4 separate regions of the Mus musculus genome follow, and all the other regions are linked to region 3. A link is a contact called in public promoter capture Hi-C data. All regions are on one chromosome and are shown on one strand. Each heading gives the region's core, a stretch centred on a gene start, on an enhancer-like site or on the middle of the called end of the contact. The rest is flanking DNA. Distances are from core to core; before and after follow the strand shown.

Evidence for each region. Promoter capture Hi-C pulls out the DNA fragments that hold promoters and counts their contacts.
Region 1: a contact with region 3 is called in a promoter capture Hi-C map of liver, with 8 times the contacts expected there. The contact joins the promoter of Mettl24 here to the promoter of 9030612E09Rik in region 3. A contact is called at or near these places in 4 of 39 promoter capture datasets (the C10 cell line, liver and pre-B cells).
Region 2: a promoter capture Hi-C map of liver shows a contact between it and region 3, with 6 times the contacts expected there. The contact joins the promoter of Wasf1 here to the promoter of 9030612E09Rik in region 3. A contact is called at or near these places in 3 of 39 promoter capture datasets (liver and pre-B cells).
Region 4: a contact with region 3 is called in a promoter capture Hi-C map of liver, with 5 times the contacts expected there. The contact joins the promoter of Ddo here to the promoter of 9030612E09Rik in region 3. A contact is called at or near these places in 2 of 39 promoter capture datasets (the C10 cell line and liver).

What each region holds. Positions count from the first base shown.
Region 1 is chr10:40,680,833-40,685,226 of GRCm38.p6, forward strand. Mettl24 (methyltransferase like 24) reads left to right here and starts at 2,450. Exons shown (of 5, transcript NM_177793.3): 1 at 2,450-2,832. The coding sequence starts at 2,524. It also overlaps a transcript of Ddo not described here.
Region 2 is chr10:40,882,422-40,886,428 of GRCm38.p6, forward strand. Wasf1 (WAS protein family, member 1) reads left to right here and starts at 1,406. Exons shown (of 9, transcript NM_001379453.1): 1 at 1,406-1,649. Cdc40 (cell division cycle 40) reads right to left here and starts at 722. Exons shown (of 15, transcript NM_027879.2): 1 at 466-722. The coding sequence starts at 654.
Region 3 is chr10:43,172,168-43,176,175 of GRCm38.p6, forward strand. 9030612E09Rik (RIKEN cDNA 9030612E09 gene) reads left to right here and starts at 2,532. Exons shown (of 1, transcript NR_102361.1): 1 at 2,532-4,008. It overlaps Sobp (sine oculis binding protein), which reads right to left and starts at 2,363. Exons shown (of 7, transcript NM_175407.3): 1 at 1,809-2,363. The coding sequence starts at 1,904.
Region 4 is chr10:40,627,555-40,631,590 of GRCm38.p6, forward strand. It overlaps Ddo (D-aspartate oxidase), which reads left to right and starts at 2,457. Exons shown (of 5, transcript NM_027442.5): 1 at 2,457-2,537.

The DNA.
Region 1 (4,394 bases), core at 1,200-3,699, 2.5 Mb before region 3:
TCCAGCCCTGGGATCATGAGTCTAACGTGTCCTTGAAACTGTTGATGCTTTAGTCAGGTTCGCTAGAGGAACAGAATCAAGTGGGTGAATGTATTATCAGGTAAGCTTTAAAATAACGACAGCCAAGTCACATCTGAGACAGGAGAACCCAGCTCTCAGCTCCTCGATCTCTTACTGGGAGCGACGCCTGTAGCTGCCCAGTCCACATCAGTAGTCCCAGGTGGATGCTGGAAGCCCACGAGGTTCTCCGAGAGCACTGGTCCCCATTCTCCCATGAAAGCTTGGAAATGCTGGCTGTGCTACAGCAGACAAATCCATCCCTCGGCCCAGGAGCAGTGAGGGAAGGGTCAAGCAAACCAAGGTGAGAATTAACCGACTTTGAAATACCCTCACTGGATCTGAGCTACCACCTAAGGGTGTCACCCACAGTCTGGGCCGGCTGATTCACATCAGTGGAGACAATCGGGAAAGTTCTTCAGGTGAGGCTTTCCACTGAAGTGACATTAAATCCAACCATAATACAAAGTATATGCTAATTATATGTAACAGCGGGCTTCATAATGGAGATTTTATGTACAAATATAACCTATTTTTACCATATCAGTTGGGAATTCCTAAGCCAAGAGAAGATATTTATAAATCCTAAGTCAATGGTAAGATGTCTATAGATCACTTTGTCTTATATTTGCCCATCTTTTAAAAAATGCATACTTTTTGTGACAATATTCATAATTTTGTTATTGGTAAATTATTATTATTTAGGTACTAAATACAACATAGTTATGCAATATATGTAACCCTAAATATTGGTCTATTTTCCCACAGGAAAACAGAAGCTCAGAAAAGATACATATTTTGTTTAGTGTCTCATATCACTCAATGAGAGGGTCGTGAATCAAACACAGTTCAAGTAAATAACTGCAGGATTTGAGGCTGTCTCTCTCAGCTTGTGTGAATGAAAGTTTATAATCTTAATAAAGACTTTTAGCTGCAATTTCCCTGGAGGTGGGCAAGTAGATATCTGTCTGTCTGTCTGTCTGTCTATTCCCATCACGTGTGTATACTTTCAAGCATAATAAAACCTCCAAGCCCCTGAGGACCGGTGATGGCCAGGGAATGCACTGGATTAGGCTGATAAGTTCTGTGACTGTGGGGAAACAGGTTTAATGCTCTCTGACAAAGAATAATTCTGCCAAAAAGGAATGGGAATCTCAGAGAGCAGAGCTCCCTATGGAAAATCCCAACATTCAAATGAGGAGGTGGCCAGACTTCATTCTAGATCTCTGTTGTCCGTGTCGCAGGCTAGGGAGAGAGACAACCTACATAGAAGCATGGAAAATATATCCATATGTGTGTGTATGTGTGTGTGATGTGTATGTGTGCTTGTGTGTGTGTGTAATGTGCATGTATGTATGCTTGTGTGTGTGTGTGTGTGTGTGTATGTGTGCGTGTGTGTATGTGTGTGTGCGTGCATGTGTGTGTTGGGGGTGGGTATCTGGCCATGGTTTAAAAAAAACAAAAGAATCCCAAAGAACCTGAATGTAAATCTAGAAATCAATGTCACCCTAAACAGGTGGAGGGAAAGAATCCTAACAAAAGTGGGATACCAACCCCATTTGTGAGTCCAAACTATGAGCATCTAGATTTCTTTAATTAAGGTCAAGGTGACAATGGCAATCCCGGCTAGGGAGCGTTTTGCCCAGAGATAAATATGTCCCTCTGCATTTCTGCCAGGCAGCAGGGAGGTGTGTGTTTGGAGCTAAATTAATTTGATTTCCAGCACTCCATGGTAACTTCTGTTCCCTCTTTCCCGCTGTCAGATGTCTTCGCTGGCTGTCTCCCTTCCCTTCACCCCCACACATTTCATAACACCGAGGGAGAAAGCATGGGCTGGCTTCGGGCAGAATTTAGAAACTGAATAACTAATTTGATTCTTCTGCACGGAGTGCTATTCTCTCCTCTGTACGGAGTGCTATTCTCTCTCTCTCTCTCTCTCTCTCTCTCTCTCTCTCTCTCTCTCTCTCTCTCTCTCTCTCTCTCTCCCCTTGAGGGAGAGAAGTTGTAAACCTGAGCATAAGTATGATTATTTTTATATCATGCTTAGTGGCAAAAACTGCTTGACAACTTTTTCTTTGGGGCCAAACCTGGCGGCTCACCTCTCCTCTTTCCTTGTGTCTAATACTAACACCAACAAATGAAGTCAAAGCTCAGGCGCCCCGGAGGAACGTGCTCTATTCTGACTCTGGCTCTCCCCACTAGCCAGACTTTACAGGCTGGTCACACCTAAGGACACCCAGCCCTGTTATGGCAGCCTGGGTGCACGCCTAGCCCACCGCCCCTCGCTCTTCCTGCTGCGGCTGGGCAGGATAAGGTTACGCCGGGGCCTCCCCGGTCGCAGGGAAGAAGGCGGGCCGCTGGGGAGTTGCCACAGTTGTCAGCCCGGTCCGTTGGGAACGCTTCTCTGCAGGCGGCTGGGAGCTGAGGGTGGGACCCAGAGCACAGCCGGAGGTCGAGGTCCCCGCCATGGCCACTGTCAAGCCTCCCGGGCGTGGTTGTGGAGCCCTGCCCCGGTGGCTGCTCGGTGCCGCGCTGCTTCTGGGCCTACGGCTTTGCATGGAGTTGCGCCACGCGGGCTCGGGACCCCCGGGCCGCGGCGATTCCCCAGGGCCACCCCGGACACACCTACTGTCGGCGCCCGGCTCCCCACGCGGAGCCAGAAGGAGGCAGGTGACCTACGTGCGCAGTGGGCGCCGAGTGCTGCCCCGGGGTGGCGGGAGCACGACGTCCCCAGAGCCGAGCTGCTGTGCCCAGGGCGGGCTTCTCCGCAGGAAGGTCAGTTGCAAACCATGCAGACATGGACCTTGGAGTTGAGCCTGCACCCAGATGGCGCTAGGGAGCCTTCTGCTCAGGCCACTGGGACCTCAAGACTCTTCTATTTCCTTCTAGCTGAGCTCTCCCTGGAACTTTCTGTAGTCTCACTCAGTATCCCTATAGAATGAAGTGGAATTGAGCAGGGATCATGCAAATTCAACTAACGTTTGCTGAGCGCCTACTGTGGCAGACCTCCTTCTAGGAAAGGAGCACCAAGCAACCACACCCATTTCAGCAAGGGAGGGGGCGCTGAAAGGGAAGGAGGCATGGCTTGCCATTGTGTTTTCCCCACCCAGGCCTGGACAAAACCGGATGGGTAGACACTATGAAAGGCTCATCCAGGTGATGGTCAAGATCTGCCTTCCAGTAGCATCCAGACACCGCCCCCTTCACCCACTCCGACCCCAGAGTCCCTACCCAGCAGTGGGAACTGGCACCGGGTGAGAAGCCAAACCCATAGCACCACTTAGTGGGAAATAATCGGATGCTCCAGGGCCAGATCCTTGCCTTGTTAACTTCCCGCACTTCATTGAGTAGGTCAGTTTAAACCTCTGGTTGTTGAAGCCTCACCTTACACCTTCTTTTGGGAGCTCTGTGGTACCTAGGACTGAAAAGATTAGGAATTGGATATATGAGCTTGCCACATCCTTACACCTGCCACTCTTGCTTCCAACTGCGGTGCCATCCTCCGAAGCAAGGCTGGCTGTGCTGCCTGGAGTCGGGTTTTTCTTGATGGCATCTGAGCACCCAGCCCCCACCTGCGAGCTGGCCCCTGCATTTACCAGCCTGCTCTTCCTTTGGCTCCTCTACTCTAACACCCCCACTACTTTCAGTGATTTTCTTCCCCCACTTTTATATGCCCTGCGCTCAGTCTTCCCACATGGCATTGCTTAACAGGCAATTCTCTTATGTTCTGGGACGCACACAGCTCTTTTTTCTGTCTCCGAAATGCACCTCCTATATAAAGACTTAGCTAGTTACTCTAAAAGAGACACCTCCTTCTCACTGTGTCCATGCAGTTCCCATGATGCTGTGCTAAGCTTTCAAAACCCTTGCCAAGGGCTTCCACTGGATGCTGGGTCAAGTGCTGCCAGCACAAACTGAATTCAAAGTGTCTGGGGCTCAGGAAAGTCATACAATTTGATTCAGGCCTTGAACCTATGAAGAAAGATCAAAAAGTGAACAAAGGAGACATTTGAACTGAGATTTGATATTTTTTTTAAGAGTCTGGCCTCCTTTGTTCCTCTGTGGACACCCTTGAACACTCTGTCTTTGATAATCTCCCCTTTCTGAGTGATTCTCCACAACTTTTGTTTCTGCTGTCTCCTGTTTAAGGAGACCTAAGGGGTTGTCTTCCAGGTTATTGGTGACTAGAGCCTGCCTCACAGTGTTTAGGTTTGGAATGCATAGAATCAGGGGGTCACTGGGGGTGTTTGTGGGAAGTTCACCTCTGTCCCCTGTGGGATGCTGGAACAGAGATCAGTCTGAAAATGGCAGGCAGGTGGTAGCTATGGAGGTGGCGA
Region 2 (4,007 bases), core at 156-2,655, 2.3 Mb before region 3:
TCTTTACAATAACCCCCCGATAAATATGTTTTTATACAGCTATCTTCATTGCACAACTGTACAAAAGAACGTTGTGTAATTTGAAAGTAGTGAAGCCAGGATTCGTGCCGAGTTCCTCAAAAACAAAACAGTGCCTGGCCGTGGCTCACTTCTAGTGAGGGTACAAATTCTAGTTTGAAAGTCTTGATCCAATATTATCTATGCTCTGAACTTATAACTGATCTAATAAGGCTACATCTTAGTCTACAAATTCAAACTTTCCTCCTCTCCTGAACTAATTTTATCCGACGGAGATAGGAAGGACAGGGGTTAGTGGAGAGCTGCTCCGTACTTCTAATCGTCAAGGAGGATGTGGGAAGAGATGTAAACGCTAGTTACATACTTCTCAGCGCCAAGGTAGACCAGCCTCTAACCCGAGACGAGCTGAAAGCAGTTCCTGAGCTTATTAGTGTCCAAAACACTTACCTTAACTGCCACCTCCGGAGCCGAGTCCACCGCCACGGTCAGAGAGAGCTTGGCTGAAGGCGATTTGGTCAAGTGCATGAGAGAGTCCGCGGCTGGCAGCGGACACCGACTGCCCTCACTGTCCGAATCCGATTCGGACCCCGAGCCCGAGCCATACGAAGCAGCTAGAGCTGCAATCGCAGCCGACATGACTGCAACAGATACTCTCTGCTAAGGCCAGGCCAAGGCGGAAGAAGCAGCGTCTCCCAGGTCCTGTCAGATTGTCATGGAACTCGATATTTACCTCCTTTAAAAAAAATCATTTATAACTTCTCGAAAAAAACTTTATTATTGAGATAACTGTATCAAAACTTGAGATTCACAAACATTTATCTAAAGAAGCACAAGGGATTACAACTATTTGTAACTTTCAGGACCTCGTTGATTAAAGACCCAGTCCTGAGATGTGTTTGAAGCCTCGAGGACCTTCACTCCCGGCGTACAGTGCGGCGAGGAGCTCGCGGCACCATGGGAAATGTAGTTTGGAGCGAGGAGGTGGAGCCCGGCAGAGGGGGCCTGCCTTCGACCCCGCCCCCAAGAGGATGCTTCATTCAATTGGATGTCATCTTCCCTCATTCCCGAGCCCAGCACCGTTCTCTCCGGCCCCCTCCCCCAAAGTGCGGATCGGGCAATACCACAGAGCCTCAGGACAGGGGGAAGCGCCGTCCTCTTGCCCACGGACGGGTAAGTGGGTGGATGCTCATTCTCCCACCATGCCGCCGTACGCCCTGCAGGGTTCGAGGGGAGAGTGCGAATCCTAAGTTCAGAGACCTGGGACCCGTCCGGTGCAGCTCCGGGGAAAGGTCGTGAGGCCAGGCGGAGAGCGCCCCGCGGCTCCCCCTGCTGCAGGCGCGGGTCCCCGCGCCCGGTTGTGGAGCGTCGCGCGGGGAGGGGGCGGCGCAGGGCAGCGGCTGCTCGCGGTGTTGTTCGCTCGCGCGTCGAGCGCACCGCGGCTCGGGCGAGCAGTGGGCGCCCCCGGCGGCATTCCCGGCGGCCCGGCGCCTCAGCCAGTGCCCGGCGCGGCTTCCATCCCGCAGCCCGACGCTCCCGAGGGGCTCCTGGTGGCGCCCCAGTGCGGAGCCGGACCGGCGGCAGCCGCCGAAGCATGTAGAAGGGGTACGGCGCGAGCCCCCCACGGTTTCGCGGTGAGCACGAGTCTCTCAGGATTTTGTCCCTTTTTTTTCTTCCCGGGGTCCTGACGAGGGAACTGTTCTCCACCGACCCGAGCCGAGAGGGGCGTGTGGATGAGCCGGGGTCTGCAGCGGCGGCGATGGATGGGCGCGCCGCCCCCGCCCCCATCCCGGGCTCCCCCGCGCCCGCCGCCCAGCAGCCCGGGCTGCGCGTGGAGGACGAGGCGTGGGATCTCGGGCGCGGGGACTGGCCCGAGGCTGCTCTGGGTGCAGCATCTGCGGCTCTCACCTGCGGCGCGGGGTTCGGGGCTCCGATCCCGCCGCTCCGCCCTTGTGCATCGGCGCCGGCGAAGGCTGCAGCCAGTCGCGGAGCCCTCGGCTCGCCCGGCGTGCCAGCGGTTCTGAAAAGCGAGCCCTGGCCGCGGGTCTTTGCGCCGCGGCTCTCTGCACGACCATGGTAAAGCGAGTGCGGGCATCCCTTTATATTCCAGTTTGGAAGAGAAGGCAGAGAGGGTGCTGGCTCTTTTGATGCCTGGAAATGGGGAGGTTCCTCGGGCAGAGTTAGGGAGACGCTTGCTGGGCTCTGATGTCGGCAGGACTCGCCCATTGTGCCACCCAGATAATTATTCAACTATGCAGCATCCATTGCACCTTTCCCATTTTTCTTTTCCCCTAGCTACAGCATGCCCCCTAGCTTCCGTAGACACCTTCTCTAGCACTTGCGGATGATGAACTAGAATAATGGTGAAAAGAAAGCTCATCGGATCCCAACATTCACGACCTGCCCTGTGACTGACTAATTAATACCTAGCTAGAATAGGTACTTTAATTCGACTCATTCTGACCCTATCCTTTACTATACAAAATGTGCCCGACATTCTATTTACATTTTTTTCTTGGTGTTCACATTAGCTAAGTCTTTATTTTCAGTAATCGGTGTGATTAGTTTATTAGTTGTTCAGTTGTACAAACATCCATTGACATTGTAAATTTAATTGGTAAACTTTCATTTTTCTAATTGTTGGGAGCCGCATAACACAAGTACAGATGCAGTCCCATTTGGAACTCACAGGAACAGTTTATCTTTGATCTAAGTTTCTGTTAGGGAAAGTATTTTTATTTATTTTGAATATTTGAATAACGTACTTATATATAAAATTTTCCGTTTTAATAAGAAAAGTTTTGTATTTGTAGAATATTTGAACATCCGATTTACTAATCATATCTTTCATTTGAATGAGAGGGAGGATTTAATATGGGAGGAGAAAAACTCCCTAACTTGGATTTTAATTTTCACTTAGTTCTTTTTAAAGTATATTTTATTGCCAGTTACAGTTTTTTTCTTTTAACTCTTATCGACATGGATATGAGTAGATCCAGTTTTGAATACCTTAAGGACAGAATATATCTCAAAACCTTGGGAAAAAAACATAGCTACTTACTACTTAAATGATATCATTTAAGAACAGCCTATGAGCCACTAGAAACATCTTTTCCTTTTTATCGGCTTTCCCCTCTTTATGTGTTTAAGCTTGTTTTGTTAACCCTTTCGATACGAACAGAATTGTACACGGACGATGCAAGTGTTTGGAGGTGCAGGGATTATTTAATTTGTAAAGGGCATACATTTAAGTTGACGGTGTAGAATCATTTTTTTTTTTTTTTTTTTTTTTGGCTAGGAAAGACCTTGCAATTTACAAAGTGGACATCTTGCCTTGGTTTCCTAACATGTAAATGGAAACAATACTCTTATGCCACACAATAGTATGCGTTAAATCAGAGAAGATATTTTCCCAGTACTTTTAAACTAACTTTAAGTATTTTAATTAATCGATGAATCATGAAGAGGCTTTGGTATGCTTTTCCACAGGGCCTGGGAAGGGCTGATTTACATTTGAGTTTGCTTTGGCCAGATGGCTTTAGCTTGAATTTATTTCTCGTTTTTTAACTATAGACTTAATGCCTACATATAATAATTATATAGTTAATACTGGTGAAAATAATTGGTAACGAGTAGAATAATGAGTTAAATTTGTGAAAAGTCTAGAAAATATTGAAGATCTCTTAATTTAGAAATGGTAGTTAATATATTTCATAATTGTGATTACTTATAAGATGCATTGAAGGTCAGCTTTATTGGTTGGATTTCTAAATGGCCATATGTTGAGAGACAGCACATTGGTATAGTATAATACTCAATTTATTTTTTGTTTAATTTTAAGAATAATTTAAGCTATCTTTTCCAAAGGCTTGATCTTCAGTAGAGATTATATTTGGGTTCTTATTAAAAGAGTAACTCCTTTACCTTCATAGCAGAAACTACTGTTGAGACTATATTATTATAGCTTTTATTAAGATATTAGACTTTTGGTT
Region 3 (4,008 bases), core at 1,282-3,781:
CACCAGCCCCAAGCATTGAGCACAGTCAGCCTTTATATCCAGCCGGGATAACATTTCACATGTTTTGATTAAAATTAGCTAATTTGTAATTCTAGAACCTATGAAACTTAAAAGCTGCCATCCATATAGAGGGCATTAGGCAGCATCTTAAAGGGCCAGAGCTAGCTGTGGTTGCCTGGTGGCCTTCTCTGGTCGTCCCCCACTCTCCATTTAAAAACGACACGGAAAAGTAATGTAGAAACGCAAGACAGGAGGGAGGGGCCAGAACTGCAGAACACACTCTGCCTCTTGAAGAGAAAACAACTTTTACAGATCTCTTTCTTTTCTTTTTCTTTTATAAACTGTCTATCATTAGAATCAATAGTGGTTTCTGTTACAGGGAATGGTATTAATTTCCAAGGCAAAGCTTCCTAACTTTCCCAGACGGATAACTCCTGCTTCCAGACACTAAATTCTTCACCACCACCACCTCCTCCCAAAATAAAAGCCCTACTTCCAAAGCGTGGAATACAAGTAAAACTCCCGGGAGAGAGGCAAAGCTAGGAACATACACCTAGTTTCACAAACACCTAAGATGTGTGTCTGTTTGCCCCTTCTAAACGTGGGCTTTCTCGCAGCACCCTCACCAAATACGCTTGCTATAACCAAGAAGATGCCCAAGCCGCAATAACAGTGAATTAGTCCCATACCATTTTAACCAGTTTGCCTTTCAAATACAAACTTAACCAAAGCTGACCAAGTCACCTGACTGTATTGAAGATTCCATGCAGACAGAAGTGGAGAACGCCAAGAAACGCGAAAAACAAGCCTTACATATTTTAATATCATAGAAACAAATCTATGTACGTAAAGTGATTTCTTTTTCAAATCAAGAAACTCATAATGCACACACAAGATAAAATCCTCGCCAGGCAAAACACACAACTTTGAGGAAAATAAAGAAGTGGGGGTGACAGAAGAGTCCAGGCTGAGCCGTGTTCTTGGGTTTCTACGCGAACAGCTGGAGCGCCAGGAGGCTGCGCTCGCCACCTCTGGAGCACCGCTGGCCTGGCAGGGCGCCCGGCCTCGCAGAGAGGACTCGGGGCTGGCCTTCGCGAACAATGGGCAGGCGGCAGCGGAGGCCGCCCCTCAGACAGCTGGCTTTCAGCCGGGCTTGCCGGGTCTGCTAACTGGAAAGTGAGGCGTGCAGAGGCGAGCGGGAGACCCGGGGCAGAAGCAGAGAGGAGCGGCCGGGGACGGCGAGGCGAGCCCGCTGGCTGCAGCGTCCCTGACCCGCGCCGCTCCGGCCCAAGCCTCCGCCACTGACAGCTACACCGCCGCAGCCGGCGAGTTGGAGCAAAGCGGGATCACCGAGCCTGGGGATGGACCGGGAAGAGGGGTGGAATCCAGGTATCCCGGGTGCCCCGGTCCGGCAGCTCTTAACTTTGGAGGGGTCCGGAGATTCATTTCCGAAAAAGGGAGAAATACTACACCGACCATCAGGAAAGCCACTGCACCATGCTCACTCGCCACTGGGGTTCAGTGCCCTCGCCCGGCAACATCTGTACCAGTCTAGGGTTTGTGAGGTTAAATAGTATCCCCCCCCCCTCGCCCCCATCAAATCTGAGGTTGGCAGACTTCGGAGATGCAGCCCATGAGTTGGCCTCGGTTTTGCACCTGGAGGGGGAGCTGAGGCGTCCCAGGGACCCAGCAGAAACTGACAAGCGCGCCCCTGTCCCCCCCCCCCCCCCCCGCAGCCTACACAACAGCCCGAAGGGAGCGGACGGAATAAAGAGCTCGGTCTCCCCGGCCTCCGAGTCCGAAAATACCTTCATCTCCTCGTTGATCTCCCTCTTCACAGGGTGAGCGGGTTTCCGGCTTCTTTTATTTTCCGGAGGTCTCCCTTCTTTCTCCATTTCTGCCATGTTTTTGTGTCTGGTTTCTGTGGAGATGAAATGGCTGCTGCCGCCGCCGGCGGTGGTGGTGGTGGCGGTGGCGGTGGCGGAGGTGGAGGTGGTGCTGATGGTGGCAACGCTGGCGGAGGTAGCGGTGCTAGCGGGTCCGGGGCTGGGGGTGGGGGTGGAACAGGCGAGGGAGGAGCGGGGTCTCTTCTAGCGGCGGAGACCGTCAGTGGCCGTCACGGGGAAGGGTAGCCCGGGGAGTCTCGGGGATGCCGCCGCCGCCGCTCCTACCGTCGCCGCCGCCGCTCCTGCTGCCGCCGCTGCCGGTGCCGCCGCCGCCGCTCCCGCTCCCGCCGCCGCCGGGCTGCATCCTCGGGGCCCGAAGGAGTCGTCAGCCATCTTCCTGAGCTCTGTCTGTCCGCATGGGCGAGAGGAGCGCCGGCCACGGCGGAGACAGCTGCTCTGGGCGTGCGTGCGTGGATCTGTGTGTGCGCCCGGGAGAGCGCGCCAGCCCCGGCGCCCAGCGCCTCCCGCGAGCCGAGCCGCGGGCGGAGGGAGGGACTGAGCGGGGAGGGGTCCGAGGGAGGGGAGGCTGGGGGTGGGGGGGACAAGGCCAGCCCCCCGCTCGCGAGCGGGCGTGGCTTCCCGGTCGTTGTAGACGCGGATGCTGCGCGGCTCCGGGGGCTGCTGGCGGCCGCCTGCTCCTGGGCGGCGGGCACCGGCCCTACTCGGAGCCGCCACCTCCCCGCGACGACCCCTCCTGCTCCCGAGCTCCGTGACGTGGGCTCCGGTGGGCTCAGAGTTGGCTTCTGAGGATGACCTAGAGGCCGCTGAGGCAAAACATAGCGGGGTGAAGGGTGGAGGTGGAGCGCTGAAAGGGCGCAGGGACCTGAAGGCAGAGCGAGAACTCGGCTCCGGGGTTGCAGCGCCCGGGAGCGGAGGGAAACACAGACCGGACCCACCGCTCAGGCACCAGTGTCCTGCTCCGAAGACTACGGCAGGCTGTGTGGAGGCTGAATGTCGCTTAGAGGGGTCTCCAGCACAGCGCGCCGTCAGACTGTTTGCCAGGAAGCTTTTGCCTTCCTGAGAAGGACTTCGAAGTAGGACAACTCAGCCTCCAGCTCCCTGATTTTCTTTCTCTTTCTGTCTCCCTTCCCCCTCTGCCCCAAACGCAAGCTTATGCTCTGTTACAAAGTAGCATCTTTACCCGGTGACCCGGCTTGCACCCTCACCGTGCCCTGTGCTTAATGGGAAGGGTTGGGCTTAGTGGGTACTGTTGTGCGCTCAGGATCCCTCCCCCCAGAAGCCCCACGCCCTCGCCACGCACGACAGGACCCTCTCCTCTCCATCAGGTTCCACACTCTTCCACCAGACTCGCATCTGCTGGTTCCAAAGCCCAGCTCATCCTCCATGCGCTCACGTGTTTCCTCTTGGGCCGCCTCTGTCCACGCCCTGGACCAAGGTCGGCTGCGCCTGTCCCTGTCTTTTGGGTTGAGGTATCAGCGTGAACCGTTTGATGAGGCTCCAGAGACAACACACAGCTCTGAAAATCTCCTACACACACTGCAAAGGAACGACACCTAGACGTTCCCAGTTCAGCTTTCCCGCGCCGCTCCACTTTGTAATTACCTGACACAATGTGATATGGGGGTGTCCATTGTTCCCCGGCTTGTTATTACGGAGTGTTCATTATGACAGTGGTGGAATTTAAAATTACACATTTTTAAGTCCTTAAGAGATAGAATGAATTCGGTGTGGGGGTATGAGTAAGCTTTTCATTAAAATCTCAGTTCGGCCTATCAAGTGGGGTTCATTCTGAGTGTTGCCTTGCCTAATTTGCATTTTAGCATGGTTTTGTCTCTTTAAGCATAGAATTACAGATATCTGGGAGCGTACTCTGCAGGGCTGAACAACCCTATGAGGCCTGTTTTTGCATTTTAGCATAATGTGTTTCGTACAAATATTTGGGAGGGTACCCTGGAAAGCATCTTCTCTTTCGTGTGCTGGGGGTGCGAGGGAAAGTACCTGTGTACCCGAAGCCATGCAGAAGGCCTGTGGGAACTTCTAAAAGCCAGCTTTTGCCTTTTAGGGGTCATAGTGAAAAGCCAGGGGGTCGTGTCAAGGATTT
Region 4 (4,036 bases), core at 1,207-3,706, 2.5 Mb before region 3:
AATATAAATAAATAAAAAATCACACACACACACACACACACACACACACACACATACACACACACACAGAGAGAGAGAGAGAGAGAGAGAGAGAGAGAGAGAGAGAGAGAGAGAGAAATCCTTAAATCTTTTAAAGTCTTTGAAGTGTTCCTTGACAGAGGGACTACTCTATAAGCAGTTCCTGATTTTTAGCTGTGTTCAATAAAATATGGATAATAATATAAAATATGGATATGGGTAATAATAATAAAATATGGATATCACCTGGGATATAGTGCAGTATACATTTGGTTTTTATTCTCAAATCCTGATAGCTCCTAAAACTCTTAGCACCTTGAGGGTTAGGAGTGTCTTTTGTATGCAGACTCATCGATTTGTTGACGATGGCCTCTGCCGTGAAGGATCCTTCCCACAGAAAAGAACAAGGCATAGTTAGAAGGTAGAGACTTTCAGCATCCTCCCTCAGATTCTAGGGAAGTGAGATGTATAGCCAGTCACATCTGTGGATGTAAGTCAACATAAATATCTAAAAGGACAGGTGTGGTGCTTTGAGTATGTTTGGCCCAGGAAATAGCACTATTAGGAGATGTGGCTTTGTGGGAGATGGTGTGGCCTTGTTGTAGGGAGTGTGTCACTGTGGGTGTGGGCTTTAGGACTCTCATCCTAACTGTCTGAAAGCCAGTCTTCTGTTTGGCTTCAGAAGAAGATGTAGAACTCTCAGTTCTTCCAGAGCCATACCTGCCTGGATGCTGCCATGTTTCCCACCATAATGACTGAACCTCAGAACCTGTAAGCCAGCCCCAGTTAAATGTTGTCTTGTAAGAGTTGCCTTGGTCATGGTAACTGTTCACAGCAGTAAACCCTAACTAAGACACCAGGGTTAGTGGTTTCTTTGCAGCCTTTATATCAGACTAAGCTCTCCTGAGTTCTACGAGGTACTGCAGCAAACGAATTGAACCCAGTGTGGGCAACCTAGAACCCCAAATTTGTGGTGGGACCCAAGGCACAGGGCACAACCCGAGGTTTGAGATATGCATCTGACCTTTGATAAGGGGTAAGTCTTAAGACCTGAGCCTCCAACCTGTGGTACCAGATACCATCTTCAGGTAGAAGGTGCCAGAATTGAAAGAGAATCCTGCTGAACCGGATGTGTCTGCTGGAGAGTCTGCTATATTGGTTGCTGGATGTGTGTGGAGAAAGAACCCATTCCCCTAGACACAGAACTGTTCCATTTTCTGTGACTTTGGGATTGTGGACTGAAGGGACAATGCCCTTTCTTTTCCATTTTGACACCCAGACAGCCTTGTATAAAATCGTACCTAGCTGAGCTCACCAGAGGCTCATGGCCACATGCAAAAGGAATCATCTTTCTCTCCTTTTCAGATGGGAAGACAGACTGAGACAGCCTCTGACTTGCTCAAGATAAGATAGTGAGGACCCTGCTTTGACAAAGAGGACCTCTGCTTGGCTGAGAGCATGCATAGGGAGTCTGCTACACAGAATGGCCTTTATCACACAAGAGACCATGGGCTTTTCCACATGTCTTGGAGCCTCGGTTTATATCTGTAGAATAAGGAGGATACGTCTCATTTCACAAGAGAATGGTGTTACGTGGTGATACAGTCATGGCTAAAGCGAAATCTCTTATTAGTATATTAACGTGGTTAATATTATTCTATTAAATATTATCTGGGCTGGAGAAATGGCTCAGCGATTAACACATGTAATTGCCAGCACCTTCATCAGGTGGCGCACCACCACCTATAACTCCAGCTCCAGGACATCTGGTGCCCTCTTCTGGCCTCCATGGGCACTGCGTGCATGTGAGAACAACATGCAATAGACCACAGACCAACAGACCACAGCAATTTAAATGTAAAACAAATCTTTAAGATATATTATAGCTATTGTGATACAACCAATTACGTCTCTAGAATCAAATGACTTTCAGGGAGGTTTAATGTGGGCTTTTCCTACTACTGAGCTGTGTGTGTTTCTGAGGAGGTGACACTCAGCAAATACCAGTTCCCTTCTATAAATATTTGGTTCATCCTAACTTATTTTCTGAATAAATTTTCCATCTGCCACCAGGCCGGCATCTCAGCTATCAACAACTCTGAACAATGCGGCAGGGGAAACGAGTGCTTGGTTCTAGCTGGGACTTTTTGGAAGTCAGACAGACCACCCATTTATTTGCCATGCAAACAAATCAGCCGGAGAAACTCCAGGCTGGTGGCAAGCTGAAGTTCTTGAAAGCCAGACAAAGACAGGTCATAGAGGACGAAACTTCCCCTGCAGGCTTGGCAGAGAGGCAGTTCCACAGAGCTTACACGTGCCTCTCTCCTGGGGAGTCAGAGGCAGACACTGTGGCATGGACCAATGGAGGGTAAGCTTAGAGAGAGTGTCCTTAATAATTTCCCCAATGGGAAGGAGTTTTGTTTTCCCTGTCTCTTAGGAGACCAGGCTAACAGGTCACTGGAAAACAAGTGTTGGTGCCAGGACCTCCGGTGGATACCAGACTGCTTTTTCAGAGACAGGTATTTGAATCCTCACTCTTTGCTCTAGGGTCGTTCTGTATGCACTCTGGGATTTTAGGGGTGTGTCTTGGTGGGGTTGGGGCCAGAGATTGATAGGTCACACTATATCAGGACATGCCCTATGTTTCTGGCTCTCTTTCCACTCCACTGGCAGCTGGTTATTCTTAGCCACAGATTGCTTTTCACCCTAGTGTTAACTTATTAGAGCTGTGGCGCAAGGCTGCTAGATAGGCAACTAGTAAGATCATGGCCGTCTGTCTTCTATTACCTCCTCTGGAAACAAGTCCAGGACCTCCCTCTCCCAGCCTTCCCCACTGGACTGTGTCCTGCTGGGAATCTTCTCTTGTCTTTCTTCAACCCTGGCAGTCTGACATCTCAGCTCACCTGCTCAGAAACGCACACGGCTCAGTTGGAGGAGAAGCGCACATTAAACCTCCCTGAAAAGGCTTCAAGGCTCACGGAGTGGGAGTCAAGTGGAGCTAGGGAGGAGGCAGAGAACCACTCATAGCCAGACCTCATGATGTCTGCCATGGCTAACCTCACCTGGCCTGATGCCCTGTTCACTGCCTGTTGCAAGAAGGGATTGTACCAGGGGTGGGTGGGATTTAGGCTAACAACACAAGCAGCTGGCTGAGAGAACTTTACCCCTAAGGAATGGCTATAACTAACTGGAATAATTACGTTTTGTCCACTCTCCTTAATCTGGAATTGAGCCAGATAGAGGGAGTTGGGCATGGAGCACACATAGTAAGACAAAGAAGTGAAGGCGGGCAGGAGGCTGACAGGTCAGCACCAAGTAACAGATTCCTGCTGCCTCTGCGGAGAGCGTGGAGGACACTGACATCTTTGCCCCTCTCTCTACCTTCCACACAAGATGTCAGCCTTGGGGTGCCTGGCGCAGGCGCCTGGTATCTACATTTTCCCTACATCCTCCCACAGGGGATCTATTTGGGAGACAGCCTCAGCGGCCTGCCGTTTACTACTCAAAGAGGCTAATAAGAATTCATTTGGTGCTGTCTTCAGGTGAAGGCACAGAGGCTAAAGGACCGCGGCCATTTCTTCCTGTTATGCAATCATCTGTGGCAGCCAGACATGACCTCTGTGTCTGCTCCCTAGAGTCCCGGGAGCAGAAGTCACAGCTCGGCTGCTTCCCAGGACTAGCTTACCTCCTCAGCAGTCCCTAGAATGTGCCCATAGGGAAAAAGTTAGGCAAGGGCACTATGACTAGAATTCTACCCCCGAATGCCATGTGATTAGTGCTGGTGAGCACGGCAGGCAAACCTAGGCTGATTCTGTTTTGGTAGCAATTGCCCGTAGAGAGACCTCGAAGTTCGCACTGTTATTTATGGAATGAGAGCTTAAAAGGTTGCTGGGCTGGGTCCTGGGGACCCTTTTTCGGAAGGAAGTTTTACTCTGAGAGGCTGCCTGATGTAAGGAAAGAACTTTAGGGTCAGATTTCATCCGGGGAGAATAATGCCCTAAGCAAGGTGGTCCATTTG